Regions from separate parts of the Mus musculus genome. Here region 1 is linked to region 2. The links are chromatin contacts, called in public HiChIP or PLAC-seq maps. All regions are on one chromosome and are shown on one strand. Each heading gives the region's core, a stretch centred on a gene start, on an enhancer-like site or on the middle of the called end of the contact. The rest is flanking DNA. Distances are from core to core; before and after follow the strand shown.

Region 1 (7,381 bases), core at 3,663-6,162, 170 kb before region 2:
AACGTACGCACAGAATAAATAAACAAATGCTACTTTAACTACAACACACACACACACACACACACACACACACTTTAAGCAGTAGAGTCTACTTCTCCCATTGAACCTGGCTGCCATTGCTATTTGTTATAGCTTAAAGAAATCTCTTTTAAGAGACCCTAGTAAGAACTGAAGCTTTTGTTTTCCTATTCACAGCACCTCAACTGTCAACTGATGAATCTGAGCTCATTTGCTGAAGGGATAAACCAACCAGTGAATCTCAACTCCATCCTTCTACCACTCGGGCCTTAACTCTAGTGCCAGACAAGAGAAAGGGAAAAATTCTTGGAACCTCTAGAGCTAGCCACACTTGAAAAAGAGAAGAGCTAGATGTCTTTTGAACCATCCTGTCTGCTTGACCAGTAGGACTGCTCTGTATCAGTGCCTAAGTCCCTCCCTATGGGGTCTCCTTCTTGTCTTAGAGTCAGTTGAGGGGAGCCCCCAATGCCTTTCTCCCTGTTGCTCATGAAGGACACTACTGGTTGACCACAGCTCTTTCCCATGCTGCTCTGGACAGCAGTCACATCTTTGCCATTATGGAACTAGCTAGCAATCATGCCTCATGCTGTCACCTGTAAGAAGGGAGAGTATTTACTCCCATAGCCCATGAGCAGTGTCTACAGCTGTGGACTGTCCAGAGACTAGATAACCAGTGATTCAGAAGCCTGGCTGCAGATCTGGTCGCTTGAATAAAAATGCCCCACGTGCCTAGAGGGGGTGGCACTATTAGGAGGTGTGACCTTATTGGGATAGGTGTGGCCTTGCTGGAGGAACTTTGTCCTTGTGGGGACAAGCTTTGATATCTCAGAAGCTCAAGTCAGTTCACTTCCACTGCCTGTGGATCAAGATGTAGAACTCTCAGCTCCATCTTCAGCACCATGGCCGGACTGCTTCATACTGCCGCGTTTCCCACCGTGATGATAATAGACTAAACCTTTGAAACTGTAAGCCGGCCCCAATTAAATGTTTTCCTTTATCAGAGTTGTCACGGTCACAGTCTCTCTTCATAGCAATAAAAATCCTAACTATGACACTTGGGATGCTCTGCGAATTGTATCTCTGGGCCCCAGCATTTAGCATATTCCTGTTCTTTCTCTATGGTGCCATCTGACTTCAATAAGGAGAGGCCTGAAGGTGTGGGTCACAGCACCCTGAACCCTGCTGGGGAACTAGTTTGGTTGATAAAATATTTGTAGGTTCTTGCTATAGCTGGAGTCTCTAGTGTATTCAAGGACTCTGAGCCCCCAAGGGGATGAGAGACCTCTAAATGGCAGACAATGATTAGATAAGAATGAAGGACTGGCTGGGACCCAGGAGAGCGAGCTCCTAGGTCGGGAGATGGGCATTCCCCGACACTCTGTCAGAAAGAGGCAGCCAAACTGGGAGGTCAGCTTCTGTGTCTTGCTCCAGATGTGAGTGGAAAGCATGTGCCAAATTGGGAGGATTTTTTTTTTCCCGGTGGAGAATTTCTTAAATTTCAGACACGATTGTCAAAAAGAACCCAGGCAAGGTACGAAGCACATGGAAGATGCGTTTGACACAATCGGGTCAGGAAAGTTCAAGGCGCCGTCCCTCTTGGCAAGCTAGGCAGGAATGTTCAAAACACAGCCGGGGATGGGGAGCCTATGACAGTAAAATTTTAAGGCTTCATTTTTGGTAAAATATGACTTGCTGTCAGGTATATGGGTTGGTAGCTTTGATGCAAATATGTAATAAATCTCACCTCTTCACTGAAATCTGAAGAGATTTTCTTCATATAAATAAAAGCGGGAGTGTGGCAAAAATGGCTTTTGATCACTTCACATGAAAGGTGTTGCAGATTGCCATACTGTTACTGTAATTAAAGGACATTGGAGTTCAGGGGGGGGGAGTCCCGCCTGCAAATCTCCCCACCTGCCTCTGTTTAAAAGACACTTTTGTTGAAAACCTCTCTCACCCAACTTTGCTGTAGTTTTAACCTTGTAGTTAGAAAGGAAAGTTTTAACAAGAAAATCGTCTTACAGGCCCTCCTCAGGCTGTGAATGGCACTGGCCTTTGCAAAAGCAGAGTTTCTCTGCAGCCTCTGCAGCAGCAGCAACGGTCCTATTTGATCAGAAAAAGAGTTCTCCAAGGGCCCTCTCCCTCCTCTTCCCTTTCGTTCCTAAGACTCCCGTGTGTTAGGTTGAAATGAGAAGTTTAAGATGTTTTGTTTTTTGGTTTGGTTTTGGTTTTGGTTTTGGTTTTGGTTTTGGTTTTGGTTTTGGTTTTGGTTTTGGTTTTGGTTTTGGTTTTGGTTTTGTTGTTGTTTAGCAATCTACTGTGCACATCACAGTGTCTGCCCCACAGTCACAGGCTGAGACTGGCTGAGGGTTTGCTGTTGATCTGGTCCCATCTACTCACACAAGCTGGGCATCACGAGGCTGGGTAGCCTCCTTAGGAGTGATATTTGGTTCCATGTTGTGTCCTTGTTTTGATAGGGTGGCAGACAATGGCTGGGTTTGTCCCGCTCCACTCCTCTGAGTGGATGAATACAAATGTCTGACATTTTGAAAAGAGAACTCAAAAGGAGAGAGCATGCTCTCTTGCTGTTCTCAAGTGGTCCGGCACAAGACGGGCGTAAGGATGATTGATGATGATAGCCAGGCATCCCACATGGCCTGTTTGTGTGGATTTAGTGCCAAGCGTGTTGTGTCTGCTTCTCATCATTTTCTTTGTGTTTAGTGCAGCATTGGGCATGATAGAAACACAGCAGAAATTGAACTTGATAGAGGTCTGGGTAATGTGGCTTGTAAAGCCATCCTGAAATTTGGCAGTGTAGTGCCTGGGGACGTCTATGCTGGAAAACACCGCTGAGAACTTTCTATCTCCTGGAGGTTTCCCCTGACCGCTCACCATGGCTGCCACTCAAGCTCGGTTCTCACGGTGGAGTTAGGGAAAACCGAAGAGCTATGCTTCCATGCCTTGTGCCATCCCATGTCATTTAAGGTCATACAGTGTGTGTTCTGTGTCTTCTTCTCACCCAGCCTTGAGCCAGCTTCTCCGGGGCTGTTTCGGAAGCTGGGAACAGCATGTTCTCTGTTAGTGCTCCTCCCTGGCAAACGTGCTTACACAGTCTGCCATTCCCTATCTAGAGGAATGCTAGACCCTCTTTATACATCCTTTGAGAAGTCCTGCTCTGAGCTGATCTTGAGTGATTAAGGGCAGTGAGCATCTTTTAAATCGGGCACACAAACACTTCCTTCACTATTTTGGGTTTTCCTGAATATCTTTTGATAAAACTTTTTATCATTTTTCTTCAGTTGGATCCTGAGTACCTCCAAGTGTTTTTGCAGCTGTGGCCTTTTCACAGTAGGCCTTTTTTTGGTGAGGTTTTGCACCAATTATTGTAGAACAGAAGTAAGCTGGAATGTTAAGATGTTAGTATGGCATCTGAGCATCTAACTGAACCAACTCTGCTCCCTGTCCGTGCTCTATTCCGGATGGGTCTCCCAAACTTTCTAGGAACATAACTTTATTGTATGCCAATCCTAGCAGTCTAGAGTCACATCTCTATATTTTACTTCTTTTCCTTCGCTTTGACTTGTCTAGGACTTCCATCCAGATCAGTATGACTTCATCGTAATGGGTGTTCCTTCTCACTGTGGATGCCAGGGGCAGTAATTGCAGTATTTCATCTCTGAGGTCCTAGCTGACATTCCGTCTCGAGGGGGGAAAAAGTCTTCCCAGCTTGTAGGAGTTGGTTTGCTGTGTGTGTTATGTTTCATTAAATGGTTTTCCTGCCTCTGTTGAGATGATCATAGATTCTCTCTCTCTCTCTCTCTCTCTCTCTCTCTCTCTCTCTCTCTCTCTCTCTCTCTCTCTTTGGTTTGTTAATTGAGCCCTGTTTTGAAATGTTGAACCAATATGACATCCCAGGAAATACATTCGGTTTGACTTTTCTCATTTGTGCTGAGAGTGATTTTAGTTGGCTTAAAAATCCCAAATTGGACAGGCAGGATTTGAGTTGCCTAAAGGCTAAGTGCTTGGCTGGCCTCCGCTAACTGTTGTTCTGCTCACTTGGCTTTGGGTGGTAGGGCCCATGGTTGTTCTCTTCAGAGGTTTGCTGAGGGTTGTAGGAGGATATAAAGGAATTTGAAATGTACCCTTAACTTTTAAAAGTTGGTAATCTAGAGGGCTAACGGGAGCATACTAGCTGGAGATTGGGGCCAGTCTGAAATCAGATGGGTGAAGCAATTGGCAGTAGCTTGCCATATGATAAGATATGATATGATATGATATGATATGATATGATATGATATGATATGATATGATATGATATAATAATTCATCCTGACCTCAGAAATTGTAGTAAAGTCCAAGCAGTTCCACAAGAGCAGAGAGCATATACCGCCATGGAATCAGACAATCCACAATCCAGGGCACAGACAGGAATCTAATAATCTCTTGGTTTCCATGACAACCAGAGGTGGCTTCACCTGATGCCCAGGAACTTGAGCTTGCAGGTGTCTGCTTGCATGGAGCCACTTCGAGGTCCTGCTTCTCATGTTCTGTTCTGCTGGGTTTTTTGTGTGTTTGTTTGGTTGTTTGGTTGTTTGTTTTTTGTTTGTTTGTTTGTTTGTTTTGTTGTTGGTTTTGTTTTTTGTTTTACCTTAAAGAGAAATTTCAATTTATACAAGCTTTAGACCCTAAAAGATCCCTTACAATGACCCAGTTTGCAGTTTGTGGGCTAGCAACCACGCCTGGACCCTGTGCTCTGAAGGCCCCTTTCTGGCAACCCTGATAATTCTCTCAGTTTAGCAATTAGAGTGGGTGGCAGATTAAATTACCCTGTTGCTTCCCAGCTGGGCTGGAGGAACCGTGGGTGTCACATGGAAGCAGCGCTCGGCCAGCTCACACGTTGCGCTCCGCGGGGGCACGTGATCAAATTCATTATTAACGCTGAGCTGATCTGGTTACCTTGATTGACACTAAGTGATTTCAGCCCAAGCTATATTTGTCTTCACGGAGGGAAAACGAGCGCGGTGGAGCTGAAAGGTTATTTTCCTCTTCAAATACGTTTGGGGCTGTCACTGCGGAGTTACGCACCCTGACATCAAAATCAGTCCCACGGGCTTTGGGAGACAGAAAATGACATCATGGGCAAAAAATGGTGTCAGGTTAGTTTTATTTTTTCATTCACTTTTTGAACCCTGACAGAGAAGTCGGTGGTTGTCTAGAACGTGCAAGGCTTCCAGGCAAGGAAAAGAAGAATTAGTGGCAGCTACACTTGTTTGCGCCCACAGAGAGAGCTTCCAGGACATCTTTCTCTGCTGTCGGAGCCCTTCTCTTATACTGTGAAGCTTAATTCATTTTATTTTTTTTTAAGGTTTTGGTGTCTACTTAATAAGCCTAATGAATGATTGAAACTGCTATTGAATGAAATGTTAGCTCCTAATTATTTTTTATAGTACCCAGAAGAAAAATGCTACCCACGAGAAACTGTTGTTGGGCACATTAATCAATGAGAGACCCGGTTTTATATTTACAGTGTTATGTTGTGAGCATGTGCGCAACAAGGCAAACCCAGTATCAGAAGAGAATCTGAGAATTTGAGCCTATGGCTCTCAGCAGGAAGGTTAAATTAGATGGAAGGGGGGATTCGAGCCTGAAGACACTGGATAGATTGAGCTACTGTGTCTTAAAGTGAACCAGCTCTCCCCTAAGAGGATTTCTTTAGTCTTGGGATGAAGTAAAAAGTTAAATTTAATGAGCAATGTTTTCTTTTCTTTTCTTTCGAACTTTTGTTTATTCTTTGAAAATTCCACACATATGTACAATGTATCTTTTTATTGAAAATTCTTATAGTATATTCAGATTACATCCCCCCCAATCCTCTCCACCTCTCCAACCACTGGACTCCATTCATTCTCTCTCTCTCTCTCTCTCTCTCTCTCTCTCTCTCTCTCTCCAGAAAATAAACAACAGAACAGAACAAAACAACAAAAGGCACACCTCCATTATAACTATTCCCTCCCTTCTCCCCCCTCCCCCTTCCCCCAGGAACCCCTTCCCATCCCCCTTCCGACTCTGGACTCTCTTATATTTATTCCTTTAACCCACTGAGGCCAATTAGCTCCAGATGCCTGGGGTACAGGCATCTGGAGCCTAGAGGACGATGCGTGTGCTACAAAGGGCCTGGCTGGAGAAGTTACCCAAGCCCTTGGAGGAGCCCAGAAGATCGTGAGTTGGATCCCAGACATTGGACGGTTGGAGATTGACTTTTGCTTTTGATTGTGACTGTGCCCTGATATTTTCCCTCTTGAAGGAAGAAACTGTTTTAGTGGAGCCCACAGTTAAGAGACTTTTAATTGTAAAAAGACTTTGGATTTTAAAAGAGATGGATATTTTAAAGAGATTGAAATTTTAAGAATATGTAAAGGCTGTGGGACTTTTAAAGTTATTTTAAAGTTATTTAGATCTTGTGAGGGGAGGGCTAAGCTAAGCACACTCAGATGCACAGACTCTTGCGTGGTTTTGGTTTGGGGGATTTTTGTTTGTTTGTTTGTTTATCACAAACGCAAATAGTAATTGCAAGCAGTAGAATTTCTGATTTATGGAAAATTCAGTTATGAATTAAAACTGTAGTATTTCTTTTTGAATGTGGCCAATGGGCTATGGGCAGCACAGTGACTGAGTATTAATCCACAGTTACCTCTTTAAACCCAGGGCCAAGTCCTTTCATCCTCAGCTCACAGTAGGTCCCTTCCTCCCTAATTTGCATACCCACTCCCACCCTCCCTAATCTACATAGCCACGCCCACACACAGTTTCATGGCAACCTGTTGATGATTTTTATAGTCTTTGTAATAAAAATATGTGTATTTCATAAAATTAACATGACAAATATGTTATGATGCAAAGTTCTCTGTGTTAAACATTTTCTCAAGTATTAAATCAGACAATTTTTGCAACTGGTCAAAATTCTATAATAATAGAAATTTAAATAAATAATTAAAATACAATGGCACTAGAGATATACTTGCCTTTACACAGGAGGGATTTCTTTTGCCAGTTTGCCAAGCTGACTGTATTCCAGGAACCTCGAATCCACCTGAGATGGTGTCATGCCTCTGTTCTATTGTCCCCTAAGTAATACACAGACCGAGAAACTGTGCTCGTGAGCTACAAGGAAGGCATGAAGGAAGGTATAGCAGTGACCCTCAACTCTACCTTCTTCAATTCCTTCTGCATCAACCCTTCCCCGCTGCACAACAAATCACTTCAAACATCCTTGCTGATGACCTAGAGCAGATTCAGTTAGATCAAAATTGGCTGGCTGACTAAGAGAAAATTGTTTGTGGTCATTGCACACATTTGTATTCGA
Region 2 (6,863 bases), core at 3,157-5,656:
AGGAAGGTAGCCAGGCCTTGGTAGTCACCTGAAACGTCGCCTACTGCTGGCACCTCCCAGGCGGATCAGCTGCTTTGAGTGCCTCCAAACGCTCTTCGAGCCTGGAGCTCTCTCTTTTCGTTTGCACAAGATCCCGGGTGTGGCCGCTTCCCCCAAACCGTTTTCTAAAGTCAGTCCTCCAGACTGCCTCGTGGGCCACAGGCTAAAGGCTCGCAGATCAGAGAGGACGCCCTGGGATCCCTGCTGCTCTGATCCATAGAGCCTGTTACAGTCACAGCCACGTGCGTCACAGGCGACAACACGATTTAAGCCCTTTCCAGAGTGACTTTTCACGGAGTCCAGGGCCCTGCAAACTTGCCCGGGCTCGGGGTGTTCTGGGAACCGCTCTGAGAACTGGAACAAGCTGTAAACCAGCGCATGATGCGGTCTCGCACGTTGAGCAACACAGAAAAACGCGGGGTGTCAGATTTTGCAAATGCTCGGAGCACTTGCAGCAACACCGCAGACCTGGCGGCTGCCTTAGGTAGGCAGGTGGTGAGGCGCAGAGGGACGCAGAGCAAGCCAGTTTCTACGGCTGGCCCGCATTCAACGAAACGCACTGCTCAGGCCCAAGAAGACTGGGAAGAGTTGGTGGCGGAGAAAGAACAAAAGTCAATGTCCAACGCAGCACTCTGACCTGCAGAAGCCCGGACGTCCCATCTCTAAGCGTCGGGTGCAGAGCATCATAGATCAAGCAGCGAGCGGCAGAGCCGGAGTCAGTGCGGGAGATTTCTGTAGTCTTTATAGGTTGGGCAAAGACTGGTTAAGCACAGGGCACAGGCTCTGCTTCTCTGGTTTCGCACGTAGAACCCACTCCCCTTTTTTCTTTATTGAGTCACAAGGTTTGTCCAGAGCGAAGGTCTGTTGGTCCACTGGCCTTGGATATAGGCAGCAAGTCCTTTTTTTTTTTCCGATTCACTTCGAATGGCCCCAACCCAAGCCGAGAAATTCCTTGGGTCACCTATGGACCTCACAGAATTGCGGTGTGCCAGATGTCCTCCGGTCAATGGGTGCAGTCCGTGGTGGCCTTTAGGATCCATCCTACCAGTTCCTGCTAATCTCCAGGCACAAAGCCCTTAGACCATTCCTGCCCAAAATACTAGGGCAAAGAAATCCTGCGGGTGTGGGCTCATGGGGAGCACCCAATACTTCCTTCCAGAAAGTCCGATGCTCCTAGGGAACTTTGTAGAGCAGCTCGGAGCGCAAGGAGACATTTCAATAAAAACGCAAATTCCCAAACGTTTGCAAAAGTTTCCGCCATCCTGGCCATAAAGTACTCTGCCTATACTGGACTTCTAATGCAAGTGGTTGTGGGGGTGTAAGGCTAGGTGGAGGGAAATGCACAAGGCTGAAAGCTGGGGTCAAGTAGAGACCCAAAGCACTTGGCACTCCAGGCCTCTTAAGCAGCTGCTCAATGCGCTGGAACGGAGTGCAGAGCTTGTCTGAGTGTCACGCTGCTGTCTATCAAATCCCTACCCAGACAGCCTATGCTCTGTCCTGGTGCAAATTCTGGGAAGGAGGGGCCAGAGACTGCTGTGTGTGAAGGGACCCTAGCTGAGATTCTAACCTTTTTAGGGCAGGCATCCAGCCGGCCCCCTGCTGCCAAGAGGTTCTGGCCCAAACCTGCTAGAACTGGTTTGTGACAGAGGAAGGAAGGGATAGGTAGTATCATATCACACTCCCGCTTTGGGTAACGGGGCTACAGTTTGTCTATGCTTGCTGGGTAATGACTTTTCATCGGGCACCCTGGGTGGCAGGTCCCTCCTCTGCTCTGCTCTGCTCTGCTCTGCTCTGCTCTGCTCTGCTCTGCTCTGCTCTGCTCTGCTCTGCTCTGCTCTGCCTGCTGCTGAGTGCTGCCTGGAGGCCCTAGGCAGGATTGGTGGCCTGGGGACCACAAGGGAGGCAGCACGGGGATGTCCAGAATTGTGGAGCTCTGGGATTCAGAAAATCTGCCTACTGTCAGCATTGGCAGGACCCAGTCCATCAACTTAAAGCCTCAAAGGCTCATGGAGGGGCAGGTTTGATGACATGAGAGATCATCTTTGTGATGTTAATACTCTCAAACCTACTGCAGGCCAGCACTGAGAGGGGCTGGGGAGAGCACTGAGGCCCCAGCTAACCGGGAAATGGGCCCAGAGTCTTACACCAGGAAGTGACTAACTGGTCTAGCACCCAACCAATGGATGTCTTTCCTTCTCTGGCCTTCTTTTATCAAACAAAAACAAAACAAACAAACTGTGGTGGCTGTGACCAGAGCTGGGATCTTCTGGTCGGCTGAATCCTTTAAACTCTGGTCACTCTTAGCAGCAAGCTGTGCTCTAGAACCTCCGGGCAGTCTGGGTAATATATTTCCCAGGTCCCCTGGAATCCTCAGAGCTCACTAAAGGGCATCCATGTCAAACAGGGCAGCCTGAACACACTAGAGTCTGCCCTACCCACAGAGGAAGTCCACAAAGATGACATCTGGATTTCTGCAGTAACTTGTTCAGGTGCTGGCTTAGCACCAACTTAGGCAGTCTTCTGTTTTCAACTCAAGATAAAGGACAGGGCTCCCAGAGCTAAAGTCTTAGGGAAAGCCACAGTGCTCATCTCTCCCATGCTTACATCATCACAGAAAGACTTGTGGCATTCTGGAGCAGAGGGGAAGTTTGGGAAATGATGCTGGATCCTTAAATAAATAAATATGTACCTTACCCATAAACAACCAGCAACCAGAAACCAACGCTTAGGCTCGGGACTCCATTTTCAATATCTGCCTCTCCATCGCCTTAGAAAGCTGACAGGGTTGTTAACAAAACGAGGTCTAGAGGTTTTAGCATGGTCTGTGCCTCCTTGGATCTTGGCATTGAATGTCACTAGGAGCTTGCAGCTGGGTGGGAAAGGGCGGAATGGATGCCCAAAGGACAAGCCTTGCCAAGAAATAAGCCGTGGGCCTTTCAAACTCTGGAAACTTCAGGGATGTCCCTGACCCCACCCCTCCAGTGCACCCCTAACCTTCTATTGCTTGGATTTTTCCAAAGGACCAGCACTTCGTATGTTCTGGGGGAGTTCTGACAAAGAAACAAAAAGCAGGGCTCCTCCTACCCACTTTCTAAGGCCAATCTTGCCGGAACTTAGCGCTGGGTTCTCAGGCAGAAGAGACCAGGAACCCGAGCCCAGAAGTAGGGAGACAGGAAGCTGGTAAATCCAGTCTCTTCTGTGCACCTCACCCCCACCCCGGGAAGTGCGACAATTACCCTACACACGCTGCCCTGGGCTCCCCGGGGCAGTCTGCGGGTCTATGCGGGCTCCCCTGTTTTGTGTCGCCGCCCTTGCAAGATTCAACTTCCGTAAAGGCCACACGAGACTGCCGGGAGTTTCTCGGGTCCTGGGCCCCGTGGGGTTAAGTCTGAGTCCCCGCCTGGCGAGGAGCAGATCGCGCCGAGTGGGGGCGGTACCGGCCGCGGGGCAAGCAGCCTGCTGCGAAAGGAAGGAAAGGCGGGATCCTCCGGGAAGTTGATTCTCAGGCGTCCAGCTGCGGCCACTGCCAAATCTCTGACTTCTCTCCCCACCTCCTCCCCCTTTCCCTAGGGGATAGACATCTCGGGTCCCGGGTTTCTTGCATGGGGGTGGGGTGTTGTCAGCTAGAAAAGCCAAGCCTTTCAGAGGCCCCCTAAGAGAATCCAAACTCTCCATCCCACTGACCTCCTCCTGGGTTAGTGTCTCTGCCTGTCAGCTGCGACCTTCCGAGCGACGCAGTGACCCAGCCGGAGCTGGAGCACCTGGCGAAGCCTGGGTGAGGCTGTTGCGACGCCTCTTATTTAAAAAAAAAGGGAGGGGTGTCTCACACTTTTTCTCTTGAAGGCTCCTTCTGTCCCCCTCTTTTCCTTTCCTGAAAGGCACCCCCTTAAACGGTCCTCCGCCTTCCCTTCTACTCCCTTCCTTCCCCACTTCGGTCCTCCTCTTTTCTTCGAGGGCCCCCACCCAGCCCCCTCCTTCGGGGTCCTCCTCCTCCTCTGCTCTTTGGGCGTCCGCCCCGTCAATCACCGCCGTCTCGGGGCCCCAGCCCGGCTCCTCTCCGCCTCCCGGGCTCTGGGAGTGCCTGGGGCTCCCGTCTCGGCCAACCTCCGCTCTGTGCAGAGCCGGGGCGATCTGTCAGCGGAGCTGGCCGAGGGGGGCGGGGGTGGGAGCCGCCCGGGCCGCCGGGGCTCGGGTTACCGGTGACTGACAGCGTCTCCATGGCGAATAATTTGACTCGACTATTGTCTGGCGCGGGCAGGCCCCGGGTCAGATAACCCGACCAATCAGGGCGCGGGCCGCCGCGCCTCATGCCCGCTTAGAATAATATTATTAAAAAAGCTGCAAGCGAGCTAGACGGGAGGGAGAGCGAACGAGCGAGGAGCCGGCGAGCGAGCGGCGGGCGGGCGCGGAGCATGCGGAGCGGCGCCCCGGGCGGCCTCCGGGCTTGGGCGCGGGCGAGGCGCGCGGGCGGCGGGGGCGCGGAGCTGCGCGGGGCCGGCGGCGGGAGCGAGGACGGATCGTTGTGACTCAGGAGTCGCTCGGGAGCCGGCGCCTGGCCAGGGGGCCCCGCCCGCCTGTCGGCCGGCCGGGGCCGGCGGGGAGGCGCCCATGCGGGGCCGCGAAGCGCGGTGAGGGCGCGCGCGGGCGGGCGGGCGCGCAGCCGCCACCATGTCCATGCTGCCCACCTTCGGCTTCACGCAGGAGCAAGTGGCGTGCGTGTGCGAGGTGCTGCAGCAGGGCGGCAACATCGAGCGGCTGGGTCGCTTCCTGTGGTCGCTGCCCGCCTGCGAGCACCTCCACAAGAATGAAAGCGTGCTCAAGGCCAAGGCCGTGGTGGCCTTCCACCGGGGCAACTTCCGCGAGCTCTACAAAATCCTGGAGAGCCACCAGTTCTCGCCGCACAACCACGCCAAGCTGCAGCAGTTGTGGCTCAAGGCGCACTACATCGAGGCGGAGAAGCTGCGCGGCCGGCCGCTGGGCGCCGTGGGCAAGTACCGCGTGCGGCGCAAGTTCCCGCTGCCCCGCTCCATCTGGGACGGCGAGGAGACCAGCTACTGCTTCAAGGAGAAGAGCCGCAGCGTGCTGCGCGAGTGGTACGCTCACAACCCCTACCCGTCGCCACGAGAGAAGCGCGAGCTGGCCGAGGCCACCGGCCTCACCACCACGCAAGTCAGCAACTGGTTCAAGAACCGGCGGCAGCGCGACAGGGCGGCCGAGGCCAAGGAAAGGTACGAGTAAGTGAGCATCTGCGCCGGCTTCCCTGGTCCTGGGAGAAACGGGTGCGGGAGGATGGGGAGCTCCTGGACAGGACTAAATCGCACCCGGACCCCGGGTACCAAGCTCGGCCGCAGCTCAGGCTGGCTCAAAACAGCGCTTAGGTCTTTTCTGGAGGCTGAGCGACCCGGAATTTGTCTAAAGCGGGCAAAGCGGTGCGTAAGTTCAGTAACTAATTCCTCAGTCGCTTGTGGACTAAACTGGAAAAACGGCGAGTTTCAGAGAGGGCAGGGCTGTGGGCCTGAATTCCCTGCGAGGTAAGCGTAGGCTTAGGGCCTGATCTTCGAACAACCAAGGGCGTCGGGGATCAGGGGGTTTAGGACGTCACCTCCAGGTCAAAGAGATTTTTAGGGGTCAGGGCAGGGGTTGGAATCTCCCTAGTATTATCTGGGTAATGACTGCAATATCTATGCAAGGTAGACCTATTCCTTGTCTGGGCATAAGAGCTGGGCACAAGAGAGTTGGGAGTTATCCCGCGTAGAAAGGACCCAAAGATGTAAGGCCTCCGGGGGAAATGTCTGCTGAGGAAGAGAAGGCAATCCAGCCTGCCTTTCCTGAACTTGCCAGACCCTTGAAGACCTCGCTCTCCTTAGGTTCTGCTCTCTTTGATGGGCAAGTCGGGTGTGCGAGGTAAACTGGGATCTGCCGAAAGACTGGGAGCTTTCTTTTCTATCGGAATCTAAGACTTTCCAAACTAACCTAAGCTACAGACACCCCTGTAACTGTCTGTAACCCGCTTTGGGCTTAAATCTGGACAAGGAAACTAGGGGATCGAGATCGGAGAGAAACGGATTATGGGAACGGATTTCTCCTTGGGGAACAGCAAAACAAGACACCTGGGTTAGGTGATGTGGATGTGTTGAACACCGTTTGAAGGATCCAGGGTCAGGGTATCGAACAGTAGGGGCAGAAGAGCAAGCTGCAGACTGGACCTGGGTATTTGAAATCCCCAAGTTTGACTTTGAATGGCGATGATGTCTTGCTCATTCCCCCACCCCCCACCCCAAGAAATCTGAAAGAATGGCCGTTAGGAATCCACTAATAGGTTTTACCCAGGATTTCAAATACCCATATCTGGTCAGGGACTGTCCGCAAAAGCAGGCAAGAGGTGGATTCATCTGCGATGGGTTCTCCTCTGTCAGGCTCCATAAGGGCTGGGGTTCCTGACTAGGCCCCAGGTGAGAGCTACAGATTGTGCCTCCTTGTTTCTGCCTACGATCTGAGCCAGCTCTCAGCACCCTGCCCTTCCTTCTACCTTCTCCCCTAGGGAAAAGGAGTCCTCCATTCTCAAAGCCCCATCTTTCTGCCCAGTCAAATGAGCTCCTGCTCAGCTTGGAATTAGGGATCATAGTCTCAGTAGGGAGGGGTTTCCCTCGCGCAGAGAAAGGCAAAGGGAAACTAGGCCTGTGCTCACCCAAGTCGAAGTGGGCCCCTCAGCCTGGGCTCGCTGTATCTGAAGCTTCTATTCCCCACTTCTACCCAGCAAAGCTCGTTTGTACGGTATTTTCCCTCACTTCTCCCAACTCCAGGCTCCCCACTTTGGTGCCGCA

Evidence for each region. HiChIP or PLAC-seq counts read pairs in DNA pulled down with a chosen protein or histone mark.
Region 1: a contact with region 2 is called in an H3K4me3 HiChIP or PLAC-seq map of craniofacial prominence, with 5 times the contacts expected there. The contact joins the enhancer-like site here to the promoter of Six2 in region 2. A contact is called at or near these places in 2 of 39 promoter capture datasets (hippocampal neurons and second pharyngeal arch cranial neural crest), 5 of 484 Hi-C or Micro-C datasets (the CH12 cell line, granulosa cells, muscle stem cells and 2 more), 9 of 115 datasets of contacts at active chromatin or transcription factors (astrocytes, craniofacial prominence, embryonic forebrain and 6 more) and 1 of 9 other capture datasets (embryonic stem cells).

What each region holds. Positions count from the first base shown.
Region 1 is chr17:85,855,807-85,863,187 of GRCm38.p6, reverse strand. Gm30117 (a long non-coding RNA gene) reads left to right here. Exons shown (of 5, transcript XR_877085.1): 5 at 196-1,013. Among named protein-coding and RNA genes, the nearest start is that of Gm29418, 60 kb to the right of the region's middle. Within about 2 kb of position 4,912, at least 21 of the 459 cell types and tissues checked have an H3K27ac peak or open chromatin away from gene starts, as enhancers often do. A contact at or near this core is called in craniofacial prominence, hippocampal neurons, muscle stem cells and 2 more, where this site is marked.
Region 2 is chr17:85,685,797-85,692,659 of GRCm38.p6, reverse strand. It overlaps Six2 (sine oculis-related homeobox 2), which reads left to right and starts at 4,406. Exons shown (of 2, transcript NM_011380.2): 1 at 4,406-5,267. The coding sequence starts at 4,708. It overlaps CJ186046Rik (a long non-coding RNA gene), which reads right to left and starts at 4,166. Exons shown (of 9, transcript XR_001782258.2): 1 at 1-4,166.